Regions from separate parts of the Arachis hypogaea genome. Here region 1 is linked to region 2. A link is a contact called in public Hi-C data. All regions are on one chromosome and are shown on one strand. The core of a region is the stretch at or near the end of the contact, and the rest is flanking DNA. Distances in the headings are between cores, read along the strand shown. Region 1 has its middle 8.0 kb from the start of LOC112728192. Region 2 holds the start of LOC112728190.

Region 1 (5,466 bases), core at 1,210-3,709, 67 kb before region 2:
ATGCATGTTACAAATAATTAAACTAAGGGCAACAAAATAGACTATGGATAACTCATCTTGATTGCAAAATGCAAAGCATGCCAGTGGTCCTGTGATGGCAACACTGTCCCACAAACAAAATATAGAAAATGGAGTCACAGCAGGACCACCATATTTTTTTTTAATATTAGATTATTACGAGTGAATTTTTTCAAAAATAACTTAAATTATGTGTTATAAGTTTTATGATTTTTTATAAATATTATTGAAAAAAATATTATTTTTATAAAATATCAGTGATATTTTATTTTTTATAATTAAAAATATATTTTTTTTTATAAAATATCAATGATATTCTGTATGGAAAAGTCTAGGGGCCAGCATGTAACCAGCAAAATTTATTAAATTTTGTCCAGCATGTAATTAGTAAAGAAAAGTGAGTCATTGAATAAAATCATACACCATTAAAATCATCATTGATGACTATTTGATGACTACAAATCACAAAAATTGTTGGCCTTGATACTCCTCATTTTGTATTATTATCGTAATAATATAAAATACTAAAATAATTAAATATTTTTATATTTTATATTAAAATTACCCATATAAAAAAAATTAGCTCAGGACCATCCTTCAACCTTAGGCCAAACTTATTATTATTATTAAATAATTACTAATTAATAATTAACAGTGATAACTTAAAGGTAGGGAAGAACGGAGGTGGTTTCTTTAATTTATCATTGTTTCTTTTCTTTTCTTTATTTTTTATTTTTCCTTTTTAACCTTTTAAGTAAGAGAAATTTGGCTGCATAATTTAAAGGATGGTATTGGTACTTGAATATAAAATATTTTTAGGCCTTGGCTTATTAATGTAGAGCATGCGTTCCTATGTCACTATCTTAATGTTTGATTGGCGTTACAAAACAAAGTGATATTAGCATACGTACTATGACACAAAAGAAAAGCTAATAAATGGTTGAAATGTTTTGGTAAGATTATTAGGGGATGTTGAGTCACTTGTTTGTATTCTAGCTACTTCATGATTTGACACATTTCTTTTACATCTCTTTAAATATACATTTTATTTCTAAAAATAATAATCATGCCATTCAAAAGTAAGTTAGTATTTTGTTGCACTGGATTTAATTCACTATTTTTTGGATTTTAAAATAATATTATATATTTTAAGAATCTCCTAGTTTTATTTATAGACATATTTGGATATTTTTATTAAAGATATAAGTATTTATATATTTTTTTATTAGTTTAAATTTTTTTTTAAAAAAATTATAATTTAGTATCAGAACTTTTATGTCAGTAAAGTTTAAAGTTCAATAATTATTATCTCCTAAAAAAAACATAAGACAAATTAAAAAAAAAATATCAATGCAAAGATTAAAACAAACTAAAAAAAAAAGTTTTAATTAAATAATGCTTTAGAGTAAAATTATTTATGTGTCTATTTTTGTGGGTATATACATTTAAAAAGAGTAGTTTTAGACTTTTACTACAATTTAAACAGGTGTATTATACATTAATCTAGTGCCTTAATAATACAAGTAGGGCTGGAAGTGAGTTAAGTTGAGTCAAGTTAGACCAAGCTCAAGTTCGACTCACAAATTTGAGCTTGACTCACGACTCGACTCATTAACAATCAAGTCTATTTCTTAAGTTCAAGTTCGACTCGCGGAAAGCTCACGATCTTGCTCAAATAATAGGAATATAATCTATAATTTTATATTAATAAATTATAATTTATATATTTTAAAAAATATTTAAAAAGATCAATTTTATATATTATTTATCTATCAATAAATTATAATTTTTTATTTATGTCCTACAATAAAATTATATATAAAAAATAAATTTTAAATTTTAAATAATTAAGATCATATATATATATATATATATATATATATATATATATATATATATATATATATATATATATATAATCGAGCCATCTCATGAACTAACGAGCTTAGTTTATCCAAATTCAAGTTCGACTCATTTAATTTATGAGCACAATTCCAGGATCAAACTTGACTTAGTACCAGCTCACAAATTTTGCTTATCAAACTATTAACAAGTCAAATTCAAACTGGTTCCTAAGCTGACTCGACTCACTTCCAGTCCTAAATACAAACTACTTACTCATCATGATATTGATTATTTGGTCACCCTTAAATTTTAGTAATAAATTCTCATTTTAATTAATACATAACTTTTTTATTAAATTATGTTAAATGCCTATACACACCTTACAGTAAGGTATTCAAATATCATATTTTGCCATCAACGACTAAGGAGCCAGCCAAGTTAGAGGATTAGGTGGCAGAAGGTACAATTTTATTCATATTGAAACTGTTGCCTTGGGAGACAAAATTAAATTATAATTATGTGCTAGTACCTTGTGAGACCAGTATTCGTCAAGTTGCGTTTTTGCCTTTGCTGATTAATTTTTTAAAAATATAGATAATAACACGAAAGTAATTACAGTTCAGTAGTTAAAGGTAGGCTAGGGTTCTGTTTTAGTATTTAATATTTTTATTAAATTTTAATTTTATTTCTAACATTTAAATATTCTATTTTTGTCTTATTTATATTTTATTTTATTATATTTTTATTTTTGGTCAAAATTATTTTTCTTTTAAAATTACAATTTTCTATTTATTTTTTTTATTTTTATAGATCACTATCATTACTATTATAATGACTACAATTGCAATTTTTTCATTACCTACAAAAAATTATAATAAAAGAAAAGATATTTTCAAAAAATAATTTTAACCAAATGATAAAATAAAACAAAATAAAATATTTATTAAGATAAAAATAAAATATTTTAAATATTAAGAACAAAATAAATTTTAATCTAAATATTAACTAGGGTCTAAAACAATATTTTATCCTAAAAAATGTGTAAATATGGGAGAGAATAAAACTGGTACGGTGATTAAAAAAATCCTATTTAAATTTTTTTATTATTATTATTATTATTATTATTATTTGCCTGATTAGGTGAGGCAATGAGAAACTTATCTTAATCTTGCTTATAAATCTAAGCCATGCCTTATATCACATCACTTAAAAGCTAATGTGTTAATTTGCTTCTTTGTTCCCTTGTGATTATCCTATCATAAAAGCTTACTTGTGATTCCAAATTCCATGCACAGAAACTAGAGTTTGACAAAAACAAATAATAATAATAATAATAATAATAATAATAATAATAATAATAATAATAATAATAATAATAATAATGTGGATTAGGCATAGTTCAGTTGTCCAATCCATAGGTCCACATATGATAGTTAGATAAGTTGTTAATTATTGTTGTAGGTAACTGAAATTAGCTAGCCTAGTAGTAGTTCAGCGTTGAATAACGTGTGTATAAGTTAGAATGAATTTCAGGTCTAATACGACGCAGGTTTGGAATTAAAGTCCAAACATTATGGCATTAAATAAATCCAAAAAAAATAGATACTTCAACGTGTCCAGTAATCTGCGCATTGTTGCTATAGGTGTTGGGCCAACCGTGGGGAGCTCTCGACAACCGGGGAGAATTCGGGGAGGAATCGAGTGAGAGAACATAAGATGAGAAGACACCACATCTAACTCAAAACCTTAAGGTGTCAAGTTAATGGGTCTCTCATCTTATAAACTCCTCACTCTTCCATGCTTTCTTTGATGTGGGACTAACTTCAACACTCCTCACACTTGCAACACTAACAATCTCCCCCTCAAGTGTGAGCCTCACATCAAGCATCAACTCCCCCTCTTTCTAGCTCCTCCACCACCACGAGTATTCGTCCATCACACCGCCGCAAAACACCGCGGGACACGCCGCCCGGACCACCTTTGCCGGGAAGACTTTCGATGCTTCACCTTGAATACTCCTTAAACCAGACCGATTAAACCATCGGCTCTGATACCACTTTGTTGGGTCGAACGTGGAGAGCTCTCGACAACCGGGGAGATTTCGGGGAGGAATCGAGTGAGAGAACATAAGATGAGAAGACACCACATCTAACTCAAAACCTTAAGGTGTCAAGTTAATGGGTCTCTCATCTTATAAACTCCTCACTCTTCCATGCTTTCTTTGATGTGGGACTAACTTCAACACTCCTCACACTTGCAACACTAACAATAGGTGCTATTGTAGATAAGAACTTTAGTAAGAAAACGAATATCTGTTTTTCTTCTTCTCCTTTATTATTATTATTATTATTATTATTATTATTATTATTATTATGTCACAACAGAAAAGGATGCCCAAAAAAAAAAACACGAAAGAAACAAGAGATCGATTCACAGTCCCGAAATTCCAACTGTTTGAATTGATATTTAGATAAATTTTATTCTACTTTTTTTTAAATAAAGGATAAACTATCTCTTTTAGTAATTAATTATGATTTTTTTATCTATATATTGGTATTAGTATCGATGATGATCAAAATCATTATAGTGATAAGAAGAAGATTGTGAATGTACCTTTTATATCTAGAAATTGAGTGATAATAATTTTAGTGCACAAGATTGGAAAAATTTTAAGGGTACTGAAAAATATCGATATTTCAATTGTTTTAATAGTTGATTTCAATTAATATATTATATATATTTTTTATAATTTATATCAACGATTAAAATAACTGGAATATCGGTATTTTCGATATACTTAAAACTTTTTTTATAAGATTATATTTTGCTCCGTATTATTGTCGTCATTATTAGATGATTATAAATATATTAAGAGATACAATAATGATACTTGCACAAAGCATTTGATTTTCATGAATAAGAATTCCTTTCAAGTTGTGGTCTTTAAAATGGATTATAAATTAAAGAATAAAGTATTTTTTTTTTATTTTTGATGTTTGATATAAGTTTTTATAATATTTCTAAATTTTATTTTATTTTAATTTTATTTTAAAATTTTTTTATTTATATTAAATATACTTCTAACAGCTATTTTTTTTTTTTAAAAAAATTAGAATTAATTCAACAACAATTTTAAAAGAACAACCTTTAACATAAATAAATTAGACGTAATTGTCATACATTGTTGCTAGTTTCATTCTAAATTTTCTAAACAATTTAACTATCAGAGGTATATTTGATACAAATCGAAAATTTTAAGGACAAAATTGAAACAAAATAAAATTTAGGAATATTTTTAAAATTTTTTAAAAATTTAAAAAACAAAAAATATATTTTACCCTAAATTAAACTACTAATAGTGTGAATTTCTCATTGTCATTATATGATGAATTAATTAAAGTATGTAAGAGAAACTTAATAAAAATAACAGTAGAAAAAAAAAGAGAACATCAATTTGCATGGAATATGAGAAGGAAGAGACTTAAGAAGTTCTTATGAAGAAGATTTTTGAGAAAGAGTTTTAAACTTTTTATTTTGTGGTTGAAACTAATTAATAGGTATGTAGTATGAAAAAAATAAAAAATTATGAAATTTCTCTAGTGA
Region 2 (5,249 bases), core at 1,825-4,324:
GTTTTTTAGGATTTGGATATTTCTGTCATACGGAACTCAATTTTTATGAGTATAATAATGGTCATTTTTTTATTTGATGGATACATTTATCAGCGTCTGTATCTCTCATGAGTTATGAATACATATAATAATTCATTCTAATATATAAATAGTTGATTCTTTTAACTTTGGACTCATTCTTACATAACATGGGAAAAAAGAGTATAAATGCATGAACTTAAGGTACAAGGCTACAAGCAAGACCACATTGTACCGTAGAATGCCACATACATTGATATATGGAAATTATTTTTAAAAAGAGTTTCTACTTATTAATTAATGACAAAGAACAAGAAACAAACAATGTCAAAGCAAGAAATAATAACAATAATAATATGCTATTTTTTAAAATCACGTTTGTGTATATGCAATGATACTTGAAGCCAAAGTTTGTGTATGTTCATGTTTAGAAATGCAATAATTGATGACAACTATTGTGCACTGGTTTTCTTTCAAGTCCTTTGGGTAATGCAATCCACACATGCAAAACACATCAAGAAGTTGACAATGTCCCTAGCTATATCAGAATGACCCAAAATGTATCGTCTTTTGCGGGATATTTAAGGGCCTAATATACTCCTTTATTTGTCTCTGAAACTTCCATTGTGTCTCATAATAAAGAGTGCATGATGTCCTCATGTTTTATTTTATTTTATTCTTACATAGTCCTTTTTTTTTATGAATTTAATATCATCAGTCAACCTACTAAAATCGAAGCATATTACAAAGTTTAATACAAATTTATATAAATACTTATAAATTACCTACAAATGAGCTCTTAATACAAAAGTAGAAAAAGACTCATATTTATATTCAATAATGCTTAAGTATACATAGAAAAATCAACTATTAGGCCACTACTTATAGAAATATGTATTTAGTATTTTATAATTTTTTATTATAAACTTTAAACAAATTTGATTATTATACTATGATAGATTTAATTATTCTATAATTGATTATTTAGTTAAAATTAAAGAATATGTATAAATATATTCAAATAATAATAGCTAACATAGTGATCGATTGATTTTAATATATATGAACATTTTTTTTTATTTTCATTCTAATTTTTATTTGCTATTGTGATCTACTTTTGAAGTCAAATTAAATATGGTGAGGAAGTTTGTCATAAACATCTATTCGCATTGAATTTAGGGACACAGGAAAAAAAACATGGTTCAGGCTTTATTGAAAGGTTTAATTATTTTTAGTTTTACCGATGAATCTATGTTTCGACCCAATTAATATTGGGACGCTTAATTTGTTGGTTAGCATATTAGAATTTGTTAGGAAAATAAATAAAAATATTGATTATTGAGTTATTGTATTGAATATAAAAATTAATCATCCCGAATAAATAAAATATTTTATATTTATATTCCAAACAAACTTTAATAATATGCTAACTAATTAATTAAACGGTTTAGGGTTGACTTTTTTTATATAAAAAATATATTAGTATTTTTATTAAAAATAAAATTATTTAGTGTAATTATAAGTGGATGGATTTTGTAGGTAAAAAGTCAACACATAGCAATACCTGCATGTTGAACACATTGCAACATCTTGATTAACACGTAAAAATCGCGTTGAATAATTTTCATAATATTATAATATATTTCAAATATTAATATTCAACTAAAATATCATCTTCATTTCTATATTAAAAAAAACTTCCGGCAGTTTAGTCATATTGGATTTAGATCCTCTAAAGTTTGAATTTTACTTCAGAGAATAAAGTTTGGATCCTCTACCATTGAATGATTTCTCTTTCATATTTATTATTGGTCCACCTATTAAATAAATAGTGAGAGATCACACTTTACTCTTTAAAGTGAATTTCAAACTTTAGAAGATCCAAATCCTAGTATATTAGTTGGTTCATAACGACGCAAGTGTCGTATTGATTGAAGTCATTATCATAACCACCAAATTATGGAACAGGGTAGGGTCAATATTAAAAGTTAGGAACACGATTTAGTCAAATAAAACATAAAATCTTATACAAACATTTTGATTTATAAAAGCGGGATAATTTGCACATACATATCTTTTTACATGGTAATATTAGATATGGTATGTCGTTAAGCTAAATTAACGAAAAAAAACCAAAAAGAATACAAGACATGGAATTTTCTTAAAATACAAAGGGTGAAGCTTCAAACTATATATAGTATAGTTCTCGAAAGACTTATTATGATGGGACATCAATTTTGTCCTCAAAACGTTAAATTTTGTTTGGTATTAATCCAGACGTCAACCTTCTGATGCAAGAAAACGATGAGGTATGATATGCTACATTATTTACTACTCAAAGGTCAAAACAGCATGATTTCATTTCACCCTTAAATATTTATTTTATCATGCACCATTTTATTATATTTTATGTTGTTGTTTTACTTTTTTTTTTTTTTTTTAGTAGACTCGCCACTCAAGTAAAAAGTTTGGAATACATTCTACAAAAATTTGGATTCGAGTCTTCTTAGAATAACTTACTCAATCTATAAGTAGTAGATTGACTAATATTGAATCTTCCTAAACTTTGGTTTATATTAAACAGAAGAGTTGATTTAATTTTAAAATTTAATTTGAAATGATGTAAGACTAAAATTTTAACATTTGGATTTTTAATATTTTTTATTTTATTCCATTTTTTCCCTTAACAAGCATTCAGAGAATGGGAGCAAAGAAGTTTGCCGTGTAAAAAAAAAAAAAGAGGAGATTCAGGAGTCAGGAGTGAATTCTTTGTTTTTTTTTTTTTCTTACAATATCTCTTAACACAATAGATTAAAGACTAATTCATTGCAGGTTGAAGTTTTATTTAAAGGTTTGCTACATTGGTTGTTGCATGCACAAAAAAAATTTCGAACTCTCAACACTTGTTTTAAATCAATTAAAATTGATTTTTTTATGGGTATAGATTACATGAGTGTTTTGGGCCTTAAAAAAAGTAATTTAAAATTCCGTAGTTGACATTTGTTAGGCCCAATAGGCCCAATTGTTGACCCAAATTAATGAGACCAAAACAAATGAGGGGGAAAATGACAGCGCTGATCCCACGTTACCCGCCGAAACTCCGAGTGTGTGGGTGTGGCGGCGTGGCGCTTCAATTCACGAACTCGTGGAAGTGGAATTGGGAAAAGCGTGAAATTTTCGATTAATTGGAGGGAAAAAGGAAAAATGTCAAGACGCGATGTACCTGATTCTGATCCAGATGACGATGGCTCAGCTTCAAGCTCCGGCGAGGAAGAGGAAGAGGCGGAAGAAACCACCGTTGCCGCGACCGCAAAGACGGTTTCGGAGTACGAGAAGCAGAGGCTATCGAGAATAGCGGAGAATAACGCAAAGCTGGAGGCACTAGGTCTGCATAAAATGGCGGCTTCCTTGTTGAAAAGAAAAGGGAAAGAGAAGCTCAAAGAAGAAGAACTAGATGATCATGATGATGATGATGATGAGTATATCCCCGATGATGATGCAGAAGAACCAGTATCAGATTCTTCGGACGATAAAGATGAAGAATTTGTGATCGGAAATGCTTCTGGATCGCGCAAAAGGAAGGTAATTCACTGAAAACCTTGTTATTTTAGGGTTTAACCTTTTCTGGTTGCTGTTGTTGAAATGGGGCAAAAATTGCAAAATTGAGTTACTTGTTTTGTTGTTGGTGTTGGTAGAATGTTCAATTTAAGATAAAGCTACCCAATTATGATGTTTATTACTGTCCTCATACCTATGCAACAGGTGAAGGACAAAGGTTTAAAAATGAAAGCTAAAGTGTCTGGGAAGAAGCATTGTAATAGGAATTCAGAGTACGTTGATGGTGATGATGAAGATGAAGCTTTGAGGCAGGTAATTTTGATGTTTAGATCATGTTTGTTTTTGTTTTGTTTGTTATATACATCCTAAACAATTTAGCCTACATGAGACACTTTGTTGATTCATCTCTCATTTGATTAGATTTCAATGGAGTCCACATTAGTTGGTTTAGCGTTTTCGATAAACGAGTGCAACAAACATTTCTCTAACTATATTATAGTTGTGGATAGGCAATTGCTCTTTCCCTGCAAGACAGTGGTGTAGAAGATTCCTCTTTCAAACATGTAGTGAAGAACATTACTAAGTCTGAGAAAAAGAGGAATATTCAAAATCAAGAGGATAAAGAAAGAAAGAAGAACAAGAAATCGGTTTGTATTGAGTCATTCGTTTATCTGTTCAGAAAATTCATCTCCTTTATAATTTTTTTAACTTGAATTATTGGAGTGATTCACTTACATATCTTTTAGTTAATATTTTGATTGTGACTACAGTTTGCTAGTAGACTGCAAATGACTGAAGATGAACTCATTGTACACTTCTTCCAGCTTGATGGTAATGTCTTCTACTGTTATCCATAAAAAAAAGGAACCATTTCTTTTTTTTCCTCATTAAGCTCTCAATTTTCCAATATAGTCTAAGAAGCCATTTTTAGCCCATCACAATTCTATATTATTAATGTTTATCGCATGAGCAATTTGCTCTAATGCTCTATGTTTTTGTATGCATTGATTGGCCTCTATAGTATATACCTTCTTCAAATGGTAAGTCTATATTTCTGTTTTAGGTATCACATATTTGACATTGATTAGGATGAGATTAAGCAATATCTTGCTTATGTAATTATTTTATTATGACTAGGTTCTAATCTTATGTGTAAATGAGAGTAGAAAGCTTTTTTCTTTGCTGTTTTTTAACTCATCACAAGGTGTTGGTGCTTGACAATGACAAGTGAAGTTGTGGCGTGCAGAAGCAGGAAAAGGAACTGTATCAATGAGAGATCTACAAAGAGCAGCCATAGCTCATGATTTCTCTTGGACTGACAAAGAATTGGTCGATATGATTCGTTGCTTTGATAGTGATGGAGATGGAAGGGTCAGTATTAAATAGCATTTTTCAATTGTTCTTGTGTTGGGAAAGTTACACTTGCCTCTAGAATTTCGGTTAAGTTCAATCCGATCCTTTATTTTAAATAAAATAGGCCTTGACCTCCTAAAGGAAGGTTTTTAGTTTTTGGGGAGGATTAATATGTATATGAACAAATAGAGGCAGGTCAAGATTAATTTCACCAAATCTCAAGGATGTAATTTAGCCGTTTGTTTTTGGTTGGACATCAAGAAGAACATCAATCACCATCTAGGCTCTAGAACTTGACCATTTTCAACTTGAATTTTGAT

Evidence for each region. A called contact is a pair of places that touch in the nucleus more often than the background predicts.
Region 1: a contact with region 2 is called in a Hi-C map of leaf, with 1.7 times the contacts expected there. The contact joins the enhancer-like site here to the promoter of LOC112728190 in region 2. A contact is called at or near these places in 2 of 8 Hi-C or Micro-C datasets (both in leaf).

What each region holds. Positions count from the first base shown.
Region 1 is chr12:109,725,099-109,730,564 of arahy.Tifrunner.gnm2.J5K5, reverse strand. No RefSeq gene overlaps it. Among protein-coding and RNA genes, the nearest start is that of LOC112728192, 8.0 kb to the left of the region's middle. Within about 2 kb of position 2,459, at least 1 of the 3 cell types and tissues checked has open chromatin away from gene starts, as enhancers often do.
Region 2 is chr12:109,659,300-109,664,548 of arahy.Tifrunner.gnm2.J5K5, reverse strand. LOC112728190 reads left to right here and starts at 3,074. Exons shown (of 6, transcript XM_025778234.2): 1 at 3,074-3,600; 2 at 3,781-3,888; 3 at 4,086-4,223; 4 at 4,347-4,407; 5 at 4,823-4,947. The coding sequence starts at 3,223.